Linked DNA regions of Mus musculus: region 1 is linked to region 2. The links are chromatin contacts, called in public HiChIP or PLAC-seq maps. All regions are on one chromosome and are shown on one strand. The core of a region is the stretch at or near the end of the contact, and the rest is flanking DNA. Distances in the headings are between cores, read along the strand shown. Region 1 overlaps Nup160 (nucleoporin 160). Region 2 holds the start of Agbl2 (ATP/GTP binding protein-like 2).

Region 1 (2,700 bases), core at 42-2,541, 74 kb after region 2:
ACTATATTAAGGAATTTTGCTTTTTCCCTGTCTTTGAGTGAAACTTAAAATATCCATATTAATGGGTATCAAACTCAGAAGAGTCACTGAAACAGTTTAATGAAAAACAAGTAAGAGTGGGCTGGAGAGTTGGCTCAGAGCTTAGGAATACTTGCTGCTCCTCCAGAGGACCTGGGTTCAGTCTCCAGCACCTACAGACAGGTGACCCACAATCATTTGTAACTCCAGTTCCAGAGGACCCAGTACCCTCTCTGGCATTCATGGGCACTGCAAGTTGGATGTAAACACATACACTGACAAACACCCATATACATAAAATAAAATAAAGCTAAAAACATCAAACAAACCAAAAATAAATCAAGCAAACAGGAAAAGCCCTGGGGCTTAGTCTACATTGTGTTAGTTGTGAAAACTTTAAGATTTGAGTTTGATCCTTAGAACTCAGTGAAGGGAAAAAAGAAGAGAGTCCGGTGTGATGGCCCATGCTTTCAATCATAGCACTTGACAGACAGAGGCTGGTAGATTTACATGAGTTCACGTCCATCATGGTCTACAGAGTGAGTTCAAGGCCAGCCAGGGCTACATAGTGAGACCCTGTCTCAAACAATAACAAAAAAGGGGTATCTTAAAATAAATACTGTCCTCTTTTGTTTTTGAATGTGACTCATCTGTGTATAGAATGTGTATGTAAGAAAGTGCCGTTGCCCTCAGAGGCCAGAAAAGGAAGTTGGATCCTCTGAAGATGGAGTTACTGGCATTTTAGAGCTGCACACATGGCTGCTGGGAGCTGAACTCAGGTTCTCAGGAACATGCTCTTAACCACTGAGCCATCTCTCCTCACCTCATTTTAAAAATGTTTCAATGTTCCTTCAGGGTCTTCTGATGTAGCTGATAGCTATGTGTTAACACACTTGTCTAGTTTGTGCTGCCCTGAGCTTGATCTCCAGCACCAAGAAAGAAAATAAACTTCATTACAAGGCAAGAATAAAGGCTTTATGAACAATTTAAACAAAATTGGCACCTGGCTTTCAAGCAAAAGGATACAAAAGCTGCAACAAATAACCAGTAACTGCAGTAATCATTTCAGGCCAATTCAATCCAGTTTGGCTTAGAGGGGCTTTGGGTTGAGAGAAGAGATGAGATATAATTTGTTTTCTTGCAACTTCTTGGAAGAATAACTCCATAATTGTCTGAGGGCTAGATACTTAAAAGAAACACAAGGCATCATGGGTACCATCAGTAGCAAAGCAATGAAAGCAGTCTGCAAAAGTCAGTCTATACATATGCAAATCACTCACCGGCTCACTATAGTTAAGCAATTTACATAGAAACCTTTTACAATAGTCCTTAAGATTCCACCTTCTAGCTCAAACAAATCCCCTATATAATTCTGAAGCATGAATGAGACTGCTTTAAAGACTGAGATAAGAGTATGAAAGCCACTTAGTAAAGTTAGAACTTAGTAAAATTTTAAAATGACTTGTTGAATTAATTACTGGAGTACCAAAAAACAATGGACAAAAGAGCAATGTAAGAAACACTAAACACAAGACTCTGATTCTCAGGAAGGTTTCTCTTGGTGGTTTTCTATACTCTTTCTAAGAGTGCTTATTTGTATTACACGTACACCTATGACACCCTTCATTTATGCCTGATCTGGGACTACATCTTCCCAGATGACCTGCCACAACCACAGGTCTCAGGCCACAGGTTGCTCATGGCACAAAAGCAAAGAGCAAGGCCATTCATTTCTACAACAAAGGTGACAAAAGAACAGTTAATAAATACACAATAACCCCCCAAATTAAACCCCTACTCCTTACCCAGTTTATTTGCCATTAAGGCACCAGAATCAGTTAGTTCCAGAACTGACAAATGTTGTAGATTAGACTCCCTATGAAAAAAAGGGAAAACATACTCTATGTTAAATATTATATTTCTAAATTTATTTTATATTGTTGATTTAATTACTATAGTCATATAAGAATTCCACTGAAAGCTTAAAACAGTCAGAAAACAGGATTCAGGATTTAGATTGTTGTCTACGACATTGCTCAAGGGCTGTTCAAAGTCACTTGTGTGTCAGAGCTCACTGACTACTGATAGTACTGTCAACTTTACAGAAAGTAGAATCAACCAGGAAGCAACCATTCAGGCATACTGGTGAGGAAACAGCTAGATTAAGGTTGCTCCAAAGAGCATCCAAGAGGGATTTTCTAGAGTATTAATTGACACGAGAAGACCCATCTTAACTGTGGCTGAGACCATTCCCTATGCAGGGAGTCCTGGACTATATATAACCTGGAGACAGGGAGTTGAGCATTAAGCATGCAGTCATTGTGTTCTGCTTCCTGAATGTAGGTGTGACCAGCTGCTTCAAGCTCCTACTGACACAAGGGACTATATCCTTGAACTGTGAGCTGAGACAAGCCCTTTATCTTTTGAGATGTCTTTCTCAGCGAATTTTATCAGAGCAACAAGAAACGAAATGGGAGCACACAGTAATCGAGGGACTCTTCTTTTTTCTTTGCATATAAAGTTCAGTCTACTTCTAACAACCATTTTGTGTATGTTCATATAAAATAAAGTATTACTTTTTGATAAATTACACTCAACTGTTAAAAACATGGAAGACCTAAACATTTCAACTCTTCTTTAAAAATAAATATAATTACTTTTAAATTTTATTTTTTTGTGTAA
Region 2 (2,700 bases), core at 132-2,631:
ACTGGAGGTGATGGTGAATAAAGTCCTCATAGGGATCAGGAAGAGTCTGTGAAAGAAAAGCCATCTCAAGCAGGACATTCATTCAGATGACACTGACTTCTTAACCAAAAGCACCAAACACGCTGCATAGGATACGGGAACAAAACAAGCAAACGCCAGGCAAATAGTGAATTATTCTATTTTGGGAATCATAATCTCCAACAGGTCTGGTGGCAAACACTAGTACTCCCAGCACCAGGGAAGCAGAGGTAGGAGGAGAACTCAAGTTCAAGGGTAGTCCGGGCAACAGAGTGAGTTCCATGCCAACCGGGGCTAAAAAGCCCATCCTTCCGCCGCCCCAAATATACCTCCAGCTGGACCAGCATGCCACCACAGTGAACCTTCTGACCTTGGATTGGGTTTCTGCGAAGTTATCGGAAAAAGAGTGTACCAACCTCCGGCTTTAGTTCTGTTTCCAACGCCGGGAACATGTTACTGCCGCATAGTATGATGTAGGCGAGTTAGTAGCACCGTACCCAGCTGCAATATCTGCCTGATTTCCAAACAGCTGATTACACAGAAGTTACAAATCCCCGTAGGAAAAGTGAAAAGAAACCTAACCAACCACCACCGCCAACAAATAACACCAAATCTGCAGACCCTGCCCTTTCACACCCACAACCACTCGGGGGTTAAACTCTTGCCAAGCCGGCGTCTTACGAAAGGAGAGGATGGTGGTTGCCAGCACACACCTGAGGAGCTGGGGCGCTCTGCGTGTCCCCACGCCTGGTCCACTAGATTCACCAGGAGCCTCATTGGCCCCATGCTTAGTTTACGCTGAGAACAGATGCCCAACACCAGGACGCCGCAGAAAAGGGAAAGGAACCGGGTTGGGGGCACGCGCAGAGTCGCCTCAGAGCAGTTGAAAAGGAAAGGTCAGGGGTCGGAAGCGAGAGCCCTGGAAACGTTCAGTTCTGAGCGCCCTGCCTCGGAGTGTGGACTGCCCAGAGGCAAGCCCAAGGAAGGACAGAGCAGAAGTTTCCACCGGAGCCCGCGGGGTGACACCGCGCTGCCTGGCTACCCCTTCCCCGCAGCTGGTCCCCAGGCCGGGTGGACGCTGCAGGAGCTTCTCCATCTCTCCACTCTCACTCTTTCTGCAGAGGCCAGCCTGGAGTCCTGTCCGTCCCAAAGCTCCTTGCCCCCTGCCCTCCTCGCCCTCTGCCCCCCTCTCCCCATTCCGCCCCCCCCCCCCGGCACTCTCCTCGCCCCCCTGCACTTCCTGTCCTCTCACTCCCTTCCTGCCTGGGATCCCCTGCTTGTCCCCTGCCAGCTAGGGCGCTCCTTCGCAGGCCCAGTCCCTCAGCTCACCTGCTGGAGTTTTCTGCGAGGACCCTGGGAGCCTAGCAACCGGGAGCCAGAAGCGGAAGGAGGGCAGGACCCCGCCCTCATCTGTAAGCTGCGAGCCTTGGGATGTCAGGCAACTTGCGTTTCACATTCCAACGGTTTACTGATTCAAATTTCATCTCAAACTTTACAGACACAGTCTGGGGACTGATGAGTAGAACAGTGCCGAGGGCCTTCATATTTCTACTTTCGGTAGTTGTAAAGGTAATTTACTTTGTTCAAGGGCCTGAAGCTTCTATTCCTTTGGGGGCTGGTGAGGGTTAGAACTGTATGTAGCAAGCAGCCAAGAGTTATTTAAAAAGAGCAGATACACTAGGAGAACACGAGGTCAGTCCTAGAGAGAAGGAATCAGGTTCATTCTAGTTTACTTCATTTCTTCTCCCTTTGACAAACGTAAAATGTCCTTCCCCCATCCCTGCCTTGTCTTGATTTGGTTTAAAATAGTAATTATTCCTTTTTAAAAAAATGTGTGTGTGTGTGTGTGTGTGTGTGTTCACCTGGAGGCTAGGTTTCAGATCCCTAGGGAGCTAGTTACCTGCAGTTGTGAGCTGTTTGAATTGCTAAGTGGGTGCTGCTCAAAGAGCAAGTGCTTTTAGCCCCTGAACAACCTCACCAGCCGCCTCCCCTTCACTCTTGTTTGCATGTGCAGGATGAGCAGGGGAACATGTGTACACTTTATGGAGTCAGTTCTTCCCTTCTGCCTTTGCATGAGTTTCAAGTGCCAGGCAAACACAAACCTTCTAGACTATCTAGCCAGCCTTGTTTTTTTTTTTTTAAAGATTTATTTATTATTATATGTAAGTCAGACACTCCAGAAGAGGGAGTCAGATCTCGTTACGGATGGTTGTGAGCCACCATGTGGTTGCTGGGATTTGAACTCTGGACCTTCGGAAGAGCAGTCGGGTGCTCTTACCCACTGAGCCATCTCACCAGCCCCCCAGCCTTGATTTTTAAACATTGTTTTAATCCGTGTGCTTGTTGTGAGTGCAGGTGCCCGCCCACTGAGGTCAGAGGTCTCCCTAGAGTGGGAGACCCGATGTGGTCTTGTGGACGCTGGAAACCAAATTTGGATCATCTGGAAGAGCTTTCAGAGCTGAGCCCCACTGTTACTTGAGACTTGTTCAAGGACTTGTGTGAGTCTCCATCGACTAAATGACCCTATTGTCTAAAAGTAAAGATGTGCTATTTTAAGGGCAAACCTCAGAGCTGAAGAGATGACTCAGAGGCAAAGAGCACTGGCTGCACTTCCTGAATTCAAATCCTAGCATCCACCTGGTGCCTCACAACTATAGTCCTATGGGATCCCTCTTCTGGTGT

Evidence for each region. HiChIP or PLAC-seq counts read pairs in DNA pulled down with a chosen protein or histone mark.
Region 1: an H3K27ac HiChIP or PLAC-seq map of embryonic stem cells shows a contact between it and region 2, with 5 read pairs. The contact joins the enhancer-like site here to the promoter of Agbl2 in region 2. A contact is called at or near these places in 8 of 39 promoter capture datasets (embryonic stem cells, hematopoietic stem and progenitor cells, hippocampal neurons and 3 more), 2 of 15 datasets of contacts at CTCF or cohesin (the NIH/3T3 cell line and stem cell-derived epiblast-like cells), 46 of 484 Hi-C or Micro-C datasets (the AML12 cell line, B cells, B-cell progenitors and 33 more), 4 of 115 datasets of contacts at active chromatin or transcription factors (embryonic stem cells and regulatory T cells) and 4 of 9 other capture datasets (adipose tissue, embryonic stem cells, liver and 1 more).

Annotation. Positions count from the first base shown.
Region 1 is chr2:90,707,327-90,710,026 of GRCm38.p6, reverse strand. Nup160 (nucleoporin 160) reads right to left here. Exons shown (of 37, transcript NM_021512.2): 20 at 1,824-1,894; 21 at 1,045-1,204. Among named protein-coding and RNA genes, the nearest start is that of Gm39872, 27 kb to the left of the region's middle. Within about 2 kb of position 1,291, at least 5 of the 459 cell types and tissues checked have an H3K27ac peak or open chromatin away from gene starts, as enhancers often do. A contact at or near this core is called in embryonic stem cells, where this site is marked.
Region 2 is chr2:90,781,408-90,784,107 of GRCm38.p6, reverse strand. It overlaps Agbl2 (ATP/GTP binding protein-like 2), which reads right to left and starts at 1,381. Exons shown (of 18, transcript NM_178755.4): 1 at 1,348-1,381; 2 at 435-532; 3 at 1-122. The coding sequence starts at 82.